3 separate regions of the Gossypium arboreum genome follow, and regions 2 and 3 are each linked to region 1. Evidence: chromatin contacts called from public Hi-C data. All regions are on one chromosome and are shown on one strand. Each heading gives the region's core, a stretch centred on a gene start, on an enhancer-like site or on the middle of the called end of the contact. The rest is flanking DNA. Distances are from core to core; before and after follow the strand shown.

What was found. Hi-C and Micro-C count contacts between places; a contact is called where the count stands out from the background.
Region 2: a contact with region 1 is called in a Hi-C map of leaf, with 4 times the contacts expected there. The contact joins the promoter of LOC108472587 here to the promoter of LOC108487004 in region 1. A contact is called at or near these places in 2 of 5 Hi-C or Micro-C datasets (both in leaf).
Region 3: a contact with region 1 is called in a Hi-C map of leaf, with 2.9 times the contacts expected there. The contact joins the promoter of LOC108470652 here to the promoter of LOC108487004 in region 1. A contact is called at or near these places in 2 of 5 Hi-C or Micro-C datasets (both in leaf).

What each region holds. Positions count from the first base shown.
Region 1 is chr11:81,818,536-81,822,700 of ASM2569848v2, reverse strand. It overlaps LOC108487004, which reads left to right and starts at 1,990. Exons shown (of 12, transcript XM_017791197.2): 1 at 1,990-2,094; 2 at 2,207-2,263; 3 at 2,487-2,577; 4 at 2,857-3,076; 5 at 3,305-3,407; 6 at 3,490-3,557; 7 at 3,878-4,054. The coding sequence starts at 2,209.
Region 2 is chr11:81,135,254-81,139,554 of ASM2569848v2, reverse strand. LOC108472587 (membrane-associated kinase regulator 5-like) reads left to right here and starts at 1,565. Exons shown (of 3, transcript XM_017774132.2): 1 at 1,565-2,792; 2 at 2,887-2,955; 3 at 3,061-3,528. The coding sequence starts at 1,880. The coding sequence ends at 3,161.
Region 3 is chr11:80,899,220-80,903,857 of ASM2569848v2, reverse strand. It overlaps LOC108470652, which reads left to right and starts at 2,632. Exons shown (of 7, transcript XM_017772036.2): 1 at 2,632-3,161; 2 at 3,641-3,670; 3 at 4,128-4,226. The coding sequence starts at 3,003.

The sequences.
Region 1 (4,165 bases), core at 741-3,240:
TTTTTTGTTTGCTTGGTTATTTCAATTATCTTCATATTCTTGTCACTATGTATTTTAGAATTAAAAATATATTAAATATAAAATGTGATTTTTAATAAAAGTTATTTTAAAGATAAAATGTGAAATTGATACTAATATAAAATTTTAACACGAATACTAAACAATTTAATAATATAAATAATATAAAATGTGAAATTTAATTTAATAATATAAATAGTAGATATAAATAAAATTATTACTATTTATATTTAGGAATTTTCTTTTTAGATAATTTTGATTTTTATTTAAGAGTAAAGGGTGAGAAGTAAAAGTTTAGGAGGAAAATAAAAGTTTTGGAAAATAAAAGTTTGAGGAAAGTAAATAGGGTAGTAAAATTTTGGAGAAAAAACATTAAAAAAAATTGGGGAGGGGGGATGGGTTTGGGGTAAACGGGGGTGGTATGAGAAGGGAGTAAAAGTTTTAGAGGGTAAATGGGAGAGAGTAAAAATTTTAGGGGAAAATAAAAAGTTTTGAGGGTTTTTGGGAGTAAAATTTTGAGAAAAAGTAAATGAAAGAGTAAAATTTTAGTGGGAAATGGATTTTGGGAAGATGGGGGGTTGGGATGGGAGGGGAGTAAAAGTTTTGGTGGGAAAATGGGAAGGAGTAAAAGTTTTGGGAGTTTAGGGTAAAAATGTAAAATATTATAGTTTGATATTTCGTTTATTCGAATTATTCTAGTTATTCGAATTCAAAAACTTAACTCGATTCGAATTCGAAATTCGAAAAAGAAAATCAAATTGATTCGAATAACTCGATTTGTTTAACTCGAAATTTGATTTTTTTTTGTTTTTTTAATCGAATCGAGTTTTGCTCACCCCTAACTAATACTGTTAAATTTTTTTTTATAATAACCTAAATTTAAAAAATATATTATAATTAACATGAATTTAACAAAAAAAAAGTGTAAACAATTACGCCTGAATATTGAAATCTGAAAAGTAAAATGACTAAATTCTTAATTTTTAAAAAATACATGGGCATAGGTAGAGGTGTTTATGGGCCAGGCTGGATTCAAGCTAGGTCCAACCGGAACTTTAGCTCGGGTTAGGCTTCACCCCAAAAATGGGCCTAAAATTTTGTCCAAGCTTGATTTGGATAAAAATGCTAAAACTTGAGTTTGACTTGGCTGTATTAATTTTTTTATATTATTATTTTATATAATTTTTAAAAATATATAACACATCAAAATATTAAAATATTAAAATAAATGTTTCGAACAAATTGAAAAAAATTAAAAAATATTTATACTTAACTAATATCAAGATAGGTGCAACTTAATAAGTAAATCTTGAGTTATACAATATTCAAAAATAACAAGAAAATAGCAACATAATAGTAAAATAATAACAAACAAGTGAAAAAACAAGAAAATAGAAACGAAACAGTAAAAAACAACAATTTTTTTTTTGCATAGTCGAGTCAAGCTTGGGCCAAAAAAGCTTTACTCGAGGCTCTACCAATTTTCTAAACGGGTCTCTTTTTTTCCCAAGTCCAATTTTCGAGTTTATCTTTTTATCCAAACCCTCCCACTTTTCGAGCAGGGCTTTGGGACTGGGTGACTCGGCCCATGAGTAGGTTTAGACATACACACATTTTAACTTAAATAAATAAATAGGCTTATTTATTTTTTGTCAAAATATATTGTTAATATTTTTACTCTAATAAAATTTAAAATTTAGTTGTTATATTTAAAAATAAAAATTTAATTTTTATAAAAAATTAATTTAAAAATCTAGTCTTATTATTAAGTTATCTTTAGTTTTCCCAAAAAATTGTTAACTTAGTATTTTGAGTAAATATCCTCATATGAAGTTGTATATGACTGACAAAAAATTAAATATATTAAATTAATAAATTTTGATAAAATTACCAACAACAATCATAATTATGTCAAAATATAAGGACTAATAGCATATTTTAACCTTTTTTTTTCCCCTCCCGCATAACATTATTTAGAATTTACATCCAGTTATATTCGACAACGTGTACGGTTGCAGGCAATACAATATCTCATTCGCCGCAGACGAACTCTACCCATATACCTCATCTTCTCAGGTTAGCTCTTCGAAGAGAATGGACGCTTTATGCATCACCAAACCAGCCTAATTAATTTTCTGTCTTTTTTTTTTCCTTAATTTTTTTTAAATGATGTTGATGATTGAATCAGCTATGGCCGTCCGATTTCCCGCCGCAACCAATTTCTGCTCCTCCTCCGCCTTGCACAGTAGCTCCTCCCTATCCTTCTCCTTCTCTCTTTTACATTTTCGAATATCATAAACAACTTCTAAAAAAAGCTGAATTACAGATGCAGTTCAACTTCACTGTGCTGCAACGATCGGCTATATGTTTAGTTTTTTATTTTAAAATTTTCTTGCATTTTCACGGCTGCCAAATTGAGACTTAACTTCCTTTTTTTGGTATATATTGTGCATGTACTGTTTGAGTAGATTATCGTCCTATGTGCAGCTCCGGTGAGGTTACTAGTTGCCACGTCTCCTGCCGCCGGCTGTTTCGGCATGGCAGCTTTGGCATAACTTGGTATTATGTTCAATTCATATTTTCCTTTTGCTAGTTGTTATCTTTCGGGGTTTTTCTTTTTCTCTTCTGAATTTAAATTTTATCTTACTAGCTTATTTTTAGACTCCAAAAGAAAAGAAATATGGAATGGTGAATTATCAATAAAATATCATAAATTGGTTCAAGTCTAATCCTAAAAGGGGGAACTTTTTTTTGGGGGGATTTTTTTTTTTCTTTTTGTAATATGTTCTGCAGATAAAGAGTAGTAGTTATGATTGTTAAGGCTAGAGTTGTTTGCAGGAAAGGATTTCGAAGAGTAAATAGAGCTTCCCTTTCGAGAAGGACCCTCGTAAAGAATAACATTCGGGCAACTACCGAGCATTTAGGCTCAGCATCCGATCCTGCAAAGCATAATGGAAGGTCGCATTACCATCCGTTTGAGGATATTGGTGAAGCTACATCTAAAAAGAGCAATGATGCTACACTCACAGCTGCAGAAACCTCTAGGACGATCATTGAGGTATCGCATTTATTGTTCATTACTGAATCAACATCCATAGGAATGGCTTTAATGTAATGAATATGTTTGAACATGGTATTCTTTTCTGTTATTGTTGAAGAAAAGTAATTTAGATGTCTTTTCTGCAATTTGGTTTGGTTAACACTTGGAAGATGTACTCTTATGCTTCAATTCCTGCTTCTCAATCTGTTTGTTTGGCTAACGTAGGCTGTAGCATGCCATTTTCAGGTGAATAGTAAAGCAACGGTTATGTTTACAGGGATGATCAATGATGAAGTTCATGAAAATATTATGTGGCCAGACTTGCCTTATGCAACCGATGAGCATGGAAGTAAGTTGACTGTTCCGGTCTGAAGTATTTAAGCCTAGCTGCCTCAGTAAGCAAATTGAAATTTTCCTCTGATGCCTTGCAGATGTATACTTGCAAGTGAAAAGCGATGAAGATATTTTGCAAAGTCTTACTGTAGAAAATAACTTTGTGGTATGCAGCGCATTTCTTTCTGAAAATTTTGCTAACCTGTTACCTGCATGCATGTCTCAAGATGGTGCTTAGATCTTGCATGTAGTTTTCACCTTTCTAGTTTGACGTGTTTGTCCATGTAACCCTTTCATAAGTGAGATTTCTTGAAATATGTTTTGCACTTTGCATTTATTGATTTGACATTTTAATGACTGCATCATTCTATCCTGCAAATGGGCTTCATTTGAGTTGAGTTGCTATCGAATATGAGAAAAGGTCTACAAAGAGTCCTCTTATTTGCTACTGTGTTCCTTAAAGCTTATTTAGTTTGTATAATGCAGCAAGTCATTATAGGATTTGACACTACGGAAATCATGAAGGAAATCGAATTATCGGGTCCATCAGAAGTTGATTTTGGAATTGAGGAAATTGACAATGAAGATATTGATATTGAAGATGAAGATGAGGATGATGATGATGATGATGATGATGATGATGATGATGATGATTATGATGAGGTTTGACCTTTTTCCTTTTTCTCCCGCTTCCTTTCGAATATGATGCATGAACCTAGCGTTTTATATGAGATACTTTCATTAACCTGTTTGCTATATATATATATATAATAT
Region 2 (4,301 bases), core at 316-2,815, 680 kb after region 1:
GTGATTTCTAAATGTAATATGTTTATATTTAATTTGTTATATGCTTTACTTGTATATAGGAATATGACTTGTGATAAAATGGGAATGCTCAAAACTGTGTTTATGTTCAGTAATGCCTTGCGACCCTAGTCCGGCGACGAATATGGGTTAGGGGTGTTACAGGCAGTCAATCCAATTGGTTTCTAACCAAATCATATTACAAGCCCAACGAGCACATTACTCATACAACTAGGCATGCTCTACATTTAGCAGTAACTTTCACAAGGCTTACTCTTCACTTGCTATAATATTTTCTTAATAATGGAATATTCTAAAGTAAAATCTTTAATTACTTCTACGACGGATACTTTATGCCAATTCTTACTCGTTACAAGACTGCAAATGAGCGAACTACATTACGCTAGACAAATGTCTTTACACCTACATGCCTTCTAATTAGATTCGCCAAATTTGAGGTGTGACAAAACTTGGATACAGGTTTTGCTGAATGAGCTACGCAGGCGTTTCTTTGCAAGTAATCTTCATGATTGGGTTAAGTTTAATATACTTAGTCCTTCTAAACTAGTTATGGGCGAGGTTTTTTGGTCGAGATTATTTGGTTTTAATAGCCTAGAGAATATGGAAAAATTGGAATCTTTTCATCTTCCAAGGGGTTCCTTAGAAAGCAAGTGACATTGTTAAGAATTCACAAACTTGGGCAAAACAATTTGCTTTTTTTCATAGGAAGGATCTGTTTAGACAGCAGATGTCAGGGTCGGGTCATTCATTCATATGGCGGAGATTTGGAATAAATTATGCACTAATGGTGCGTTACAATTTGTGTCCAGAATTGTTGCAACAGAGGGAGTATTAAGGTATGGAAATGGGGATTGGATTATGGGATATAATATATTTTTGGATGAATATTCGATCTTTGATGTTGAATTGTGGGGCATCTTCGATGGGATGTCCCTTATCCAAGATAAACAATTTGAGGGCATCATGATTCAAGCATATAGTTTGGCGTTGGTTAAGACTATTCAGGATTCCTCCTTCATTGATTCAAACTCTATCCTCATTAGAAGAAATCATCAACTTTTAGCAAATATTAGGGATCGGGTCATGCAACACATTCCCAGGGAGTTAGATGAAATTATTGATTGTATGGCTAAATTAGCTTTTAATACAGGTCAAAATATAATGGTATTTGAAGAGATCCCAAGGAAAGTGTTAACAATCTCTTTTATTGTGAAAGCAAATGTTAACTTTATTAAAAATTCTCCATGCAGTTAATTTGTATTAAGTTTTTATTAAAAAATTCTATTGAATTTCGATCCCACATTAAATGTTACTCAAAATAATATATAAAATTCAAATAGAAGAATGTAATTGTAAAATCTGAGTTTAGCTAAAATATAATATAAGATTACCTAAACCAATGTGAGGTTAAAAAACACAAGACAAACGGTTGAAAAAGAAAATATTAAAATATCATAATGATGATGATGGAGAATGCGCGTGGGGTTGAAAAAAATGAACTGACAAGTGTTAAGGGCTGTAAAAAAAGGCTGCTCAGCCCAATGGCTCAAAGTTTGAAAATCGCAAGACTACTAAAACTATAAACTTTTTCAGTCATTACATTGCATTTTTTTGCGAAGTGTTGTCGCTCTTTCACACTCTCGCAAGCTCCGTCACTTGCTCTGAACCACCACTGCTATTCCATGAATACCACGCAAGTTAAAACAAGCAAACTTGAACTTATAAAGCTTACTTCACTCACTGCTCACCCTTGAAACACTATTTTCAACTTCTGTTAACAGCAAGCTAAAAGATTAACCCCCTCCCCCTCTAAAAGTTCTTTCTTTTGTTTCTCTCTCTCTGTCTTTGCTTGTCCGTTACCATGGAAGCTCTTAATTTCATCAGGTTTTGGAGACCTAGCAATGGTGGTCACAAAGAGAATCGAGCTCAACCATGTGGTGGTAACAGCAGCACCACCGAGGTTCCAAAGGCTTTGATTGCTTCAGATCACGAGTTGGATGAAGGGGACGACTCTTTCTTCGATTTGGAGCTTCCTGTGCCTGAGTTTTGCCACAAGGGAAATGTTGATGGCAACTGCCGTGAAGAAAACGGTGTTAATGGCGACAAGAGATTTGACTCCAAGGAAGAACAACCTCGTTCTTTTTCTCCCAATGATAACTTCTCCAAAAGAAAAATCATCCCAATTGAGACAAGCTCCAAGCCTCAATACCCCATAGCTTTGTTAAAATCAGCTCCAAAATTTCGAGTCTTTACCTTGAGGAAGTCGAAGTCAATGGCAAATAGCAGTAGCACATTAGAAGACAAAGCTGAATTGATTGGTATTTCTATGAAGACCCCAAAGCATGAAAAACAAGGTAGCAACAAGCATCTCAAAGCTAATATCAAAACGGATAAGTCTTCAAACTTCCCGATCTTCACCAGGGAAAGTAGCTCCCGGAAAATCAAAGGGAAAACAGAGGACGATTTTTCAAAGAGATTGTTGAAAGATCTGATGCAAAAATACTTGAATAAAATCAAGCCATTGTCCAAAAGGAACAGTCTAAGTGACAAGATAAGAGTCTCAGGTGTGTTACCGATGTCATCTCCGGCAACGGAATTCTCCATGAAGGAGAAACAAGGGAATCTTAGAGGGGTTTGCAAGCTATTGGGAAAGAGTAGATCAACCTCGTCTGCGTCATCGTCCATTAGTAGGAGAGACGATTCTCTGCTATTGCAGCATGATGGGATCCAAAGCGCCATTTTGCATTGCAAGAAATCTTTGAACTCGTCAAGAGGTGCTAATTATTAGCTAATTAATTTGTGTTTAAATTAATCATAAACTTTAGGCATAATTCGATCCTTAGCTTGTTTTCCTTGTGTTGGCAGCAGAATCTTCTAGGTTATCGAGATGTACAAGTGATTCTTCACAGGAGAAGTTAAGCAATGCATCTTCTACAGGTATAGTTAAAATCGTCTTAAATTTCTAACTAGTATACCGTTTACGCTAATTTGTGAGCGTTAAAAAGTCTTAAGCGCTGATTGAACTTTTTTTTTTCCCAACAGATTCTTCTCTATTGTCAAGAGTAACAAGCAATTCTTCATACGAGAAACTGATGGATTCTGCAAGAATATCCAGCGAAGAAGGAAACGCCTTCAGCACCTGAAGTAATAGAAAACCCAGGAAACAGAATGTTGTTTAATCAACGCTATAGAAAGGAAACATTGGATAGAGACTTTTGTTTTTAATTGCCAACATCATGATGATGTAAAAAAAAAAAAAAAGAGAACTTAGAGGGGATAGGATTGTCGTTTGATTGCTAGATATGATGAAAAACAATATAGAGTAGGTTCACTTGTAAAGGTGATGTACAATTATGGAGAAAATGGAAGTAACCCTAGATTTGGATTATTCGTTTTCCTTTGAGTGACTGTTTTGATCTTGTATATCTGCAATTAAGCGTTATGTTACCTCTGAAAGGTAAGCTGTTCAAATCAAAGATGTGATATTTTCTGGATTTGAAGAAACTGAAATGACTTCACAGTTTTATCCACTTCGTTGTTTCTTTCATTTCCTGGGGTGATTATGCCTTTTCCAGGACAATATGGTGGGAGTTTGCTGGCCACTACATTTTAATAATATATGAACACTTTTGCTACTTCAATATTTATTGTTTTAACAACAAACAACCGATTCAAAGCCATGAAATTTCCGGTTGAAAAGCAAACCAATATAAGTGATGATTGATGCGAAGTTGAAGAAACCGAAGCTATATACAAATTTAAAAAATTGGTTCTTTGTTTATAATTTAAAAACACTTGAAACAAAATGAAAGGATGTCATATGATGATATCTCTGAAGTTTCATACTTCTTTTAGAAAGTACTTTTGAACGGTAAGAAGCAGTCCATTTCATTCAACAGTTTTAGAGTTATATATATATATATATATATATATATATAAAAGAAAAAGAAAAGGCAAAGTCAATTGAAACAGATGGTCTGCTGAGACTTCTCTCTGGCTAGCCATCCTATATGCAGATGGTATGTTGAATATTCAATCTGCCACTTGCAGGAGACTGCCAATGAAATTTACCAAGCATAGTCTTCATATATTCTTGTACCATTGAAGTTGAAAGTTATATGCCTTTGTCCACTGTATCCCATGGTCTATTCAGATCTGACAGACTCATTGATATGATTTCTCAGAAAGCATGCCATGATGATCATACCCTGGAGAATTGCTTCCGACAAGTTCTTTGTCTATATTCTGAATTTTCTTATCCAGCCATCACAAACACACAAATG
Region 3 (4,638 bases), core at 1,383-3,882, 920 kb after region 1:
GGCCACTACTTGGGTTTTTGGGCAATTTGACATGCAAACCCAAGTTTCCTCACTTTGTTATTATTTGATCCTTACATATTCCCCTATCATATTTTCTTAAGTTCTCAACTAAGTCAATCACATGAAATTCACATTCATAAGTCTAAATTAAAACATCAAATTTTCACACATGCACTAATACACATAGAGGATATGCAACCAAATTTTAAATAAATTTTGGGACTCGGTCTTGTGGCCCCGAAACCACATTCCGACTAGGGTCGAATTAGGACTGTCACAATGAAGATGAGTTCTCTATATAATGTTAAGTCTCTATGTAATGTTAAGTTGGTCTATAATGTCCGCCCATGTGTTATGTAAATTGGTGTATTAAATTTGTCTATGTTCTGTGAACGTCATTGGGCGTATTATGATTAATATGTGAAACTCCTTCTGAAAGGTTTGATATTATCGTAAGAAATAGTGTGTATGGTTTCTATTTACCTTTGGAACTCACTAACATTGTATGAACTTACTCTGTTATCTTTTCATTCTCAGGTGTGCTGTTTGAAGGAAACCTTTCTATTGAAGGGACTACGCTAGAGCACTACTACTATTGTGAGCTGTCTTTTTTTTCTTGTATCATGCATGACCTTTGGGAGTGGCGTCTAAATGTATTTTTGAAACCAATCTGTATAACGATCTATTATTTTGTTAAGACATTCTTTTTACGAGAATCTTCTTAACTTTCAATGCTTGTATTTGAATTATTATAATTTGTTCACGAACCTATTTATTTGAACTTATCTGCCAAATGAATTAACCCCTATTTTAAAACGCCAGTGATGTACATTGAAACCTTTATAAAGTAATAGCCATTACATGTTTTCTACTCTTAAATTTGAAAAGTTTTACAAGCTTCCACTGAATGATTTGTTTAAGAATTACTCTGATTTTAAATTGTGAGACATCATACTTGGTTTCAATTATCATGCCGGGTTTGGTGCGTTACAAATTTTGTTTAGGTTATGAGAGATAATTTAAGAAGAAAAAATTTAAAAAAGAATTATGTTAGTAATGTGTTATACAGATAAAAGGAGTAAAAAAAATAAGAAATAAAAAGCAAAAGAGAAATACGTATTTTTATTGATCAATTGGGATGTTTACAATATTTTTCAAAATTTATATTTATAGACATAAGAAGTATAAATAAAATAAAACTGTACTTCTAATGAACATTAAAGTCCTAAAATATATCAAATTTATCTTAATATTGATGAACATTCACTTAAAAATAAAATTATTTATAACACAAATATATATTAAGTTCAAAACCTCCTTATATAGTTTTAATCAAATTTAAAATCTTTAAGCATCTTCATAAAAAAAATCTTTTAATGAACACATGCATATAATGGATGTCACTAATAAAACAATCCCATTTCATAAAAAAAGTTTTCAAAAATTCGAGAAAGTAAATAATAAACACATAATTTTTCATAAAAGAACATGACTAACCCACCATAGAGATTATCAGTATTTAAGAAAGTTACAAATCGTTTCTCCAAAACTTGCCCATTATTATTATGATTTATCTAAACCTTTAAATAAGAGGATAATATGTTTCAATACACTCGAACTCATGTCCTCCTATACGTGCAACAATACTAATACAAATAAAACTAAAATTCAATTGACAATACTACTAAGGAATTTTATGTATTTTTAAATTTACTATAATATTTTATTTTTTTTAGTATTAACACAACAATGGCACAATACCTAAATATTGAAAATTAAAAATTAAAAATTAAAATAAATTAATATAATATATAAAATTTAAAAGTTCACATTACCTTTGTGTTAACTATTTAATTATTGGTTGAAAAAAAATCTTAATAAGTGAGTGATCAAATTATAATCTTCTATATGATATTAGACTTGTCCATGAGTCGGGCTATCTAGCTCGATCCGACGGCTTGCTTGAAAAGTGGGATGGTTTGGGTAAAAATATAGGTCAGAAAAATGGGCTTAGACAAAAAATAAGGCCTGTTTAGAAAACAGGCTAAGCTTCGAGTAAGGCTTTTTTGGCCCGAGCCCAGCCCGACCCGACTCGAATATGCAAAAAAAAATTGCTATTTTTTTTAAAACTTTTTTTTGCTGTTTTTTCTTGTTTTCTTCTTCTTCTTCTTCTTCTTCTTTTTTCACTATTTTGATGCCATTTCATAATTTGTTACCTACTATTTTATAGTTATTATTTGGATATTGTGTAACTCTTGTTTTACTGTTAATTTTGTTACTATTTTAGAGGCATTTGCTTTTTTTTTTATTGTTAATTTTGTATATCTCAATGTTATTTAAGTATACATATATATATTTTAATTTGTTGGGAAATATTTATTTTAATATTTTTAATATTTTGATGTATTATATATATTTTAAAAATTATATAAAAAATTAATACGGTCGAGTCGAATCAGGGTTTTAGCATTTTTTTAGACTAAAGTTAAATAAAATTTTAGACACATTTTTCGAGCCAGGTCGAGCCTAGTAAATGAACCTAAAATTTTTATTGGGCCAACCCGAATGGGCTCATGAATACCTCTATATGATATAGTTGATGGACGAAGATATTATAGTTTTGGGCTCTAAGTTAATCTTTAACCAACACCTATTTATCTGGGCCTAGGTTTAGGTCCCTTTGGAGTTTACTGATTCAGGTCTCTGCAATTGCCTGAGAACAATGAAAGGATCCATCCCATCCTAGTATCCAACCCCGAAACCCTTAATTTGAACATGTTTCGATTCGACTTTCTGCTTCGGTTTCATCATCAGCTAAACTTTCAGACATCCAAATCAACTGAGAAACATAAACTTCTGTTATCATCCTCCACCCGGAAAAGATTTAACCCTTTTGTTACTTAGAACCAATTCTTTTTACCACCAAAAGGAAAACCCAAAGCTTCCTCTATTGGTGCTGCTAATTTTGAAGAGAGTGTCTTTTTGTCTTGATTTTATCGGTTATGCAGATACCTAGATGGCGAAACGTGTTTCTACTGAAGAATTCATTGGTTCCACCTTTCTTATCTTCAAAAGCAACGGCTACTGTTGCAACAACCCACGTTGCTTCGTTTCATTCTACGCCTGTTACCTGTGAAAAATGGAAGAGCAAATGGGATTTTGTGAGTTCGGGGAGAGCTTGGATTTCTATTTTTATTTGAATGGCTGTAGATAGGGTTTCTGAAAGTTCAAATCCTTGAATAGCTCTAATTTGTGGCATTTCTTAGATGAAAGAAATAGTCTTGTTCTCTGAGTGCTATGTAAATTAATCTTTAACTTCAAAATTTAATTGAGAAATTTGAGCTTCAATGTTTCATGCTAAAAGTTTCTGCTTGCTGATTGTTATAGATGCTACCGTTGAGATTTATTCTATATTCATTATGTTTAGCTTCCCATATTGTCTCTTCCTGGTTCTGATCAAAGTACTTCATCTTCTATGTGAATAAGTACGCCTACTTGTTTCCTCCTCTGGCCACCACCAGTTGCATAGAATTGAGCTTCAGATGTTTGTAATGCATGAAAATTTTGGTTTAGTAATTCGTATAAATCTGTATGCATTGCTTTTGATGAGAAAATTTAACAATTAACCATATTTTTGCAGGAGGAAAGAAGAACACAACAACCAATTAAGGTATATAGCTTTGGCAGCCTCTATTTATGTAATTATCTGCCTGCATCTTTTAATCATCTTGGTCCTAGTATATCATATTGGCACGTTTTTAGATTGGTAATTTTCTGAAAACTTAGCAGACCAAATTCCAGTTCAAGTTTGTATGCCGAGGATAACCATGCTTGATTGCTAAAACAGCTATCTTATTCATCGTGGACTGGGAACACTCCTAGCAATCTTTTAGTGCAAATAAAATTCTAATGCATCTCACAAAAGGATTCCCCATGATTAATTTTAATGTTCACATTGACCAGGTGATGGGTGTCTTCTAGTAACGGATTAAGATGTTGCTATTTGTTAATTTCATCCTTCCCAAGTAGCTTTGTTATGAACCTTTTGTCTTCTTCTGGCATTTTATTTCTTACTTTATGTGTTCATAAAAAATGGAAATTTTCTGACATTTCAAATATTAATGCAGAATCACATAAGATATAGAGTACATCAAAGGCGTGCTGACACAAAGAGTGCTCTAAAAAACCTTCTCTATAATAGTGGTTGCTCAAATGTTTCATTCCAGGTAAACTTTTCTGGACTCCTATTTGGTTTAGAACCTTGATCTTATTCAAGATGTGAACTTCAATATTTTTTATGCACTATTTATGTTATAGTTATGGCATAATTAGATTCCGATAAACTCTATTATTGAAACTCACTCTAAATTGTACGACTCACCTAGTTGTCTGCATCAAAAGTTGACCTAACTTGATTTGACCATAAAAGTCTACAATCCAACCAAAATTGAAATTATCTGAACCTAAAATTGTTGAATTCAGAGATGATCCAGACCTGAATAAACCAAGATCCTAACCTTGTATTAAACTGGTTTTAACTTAAAACTAAACAATTTGAACCTGAAACGACTTGAACTGAGCAAAACCCAATTTTTTTTATGCACTGAAGTTACCTGACCCAAACCCGACTAAACTTGC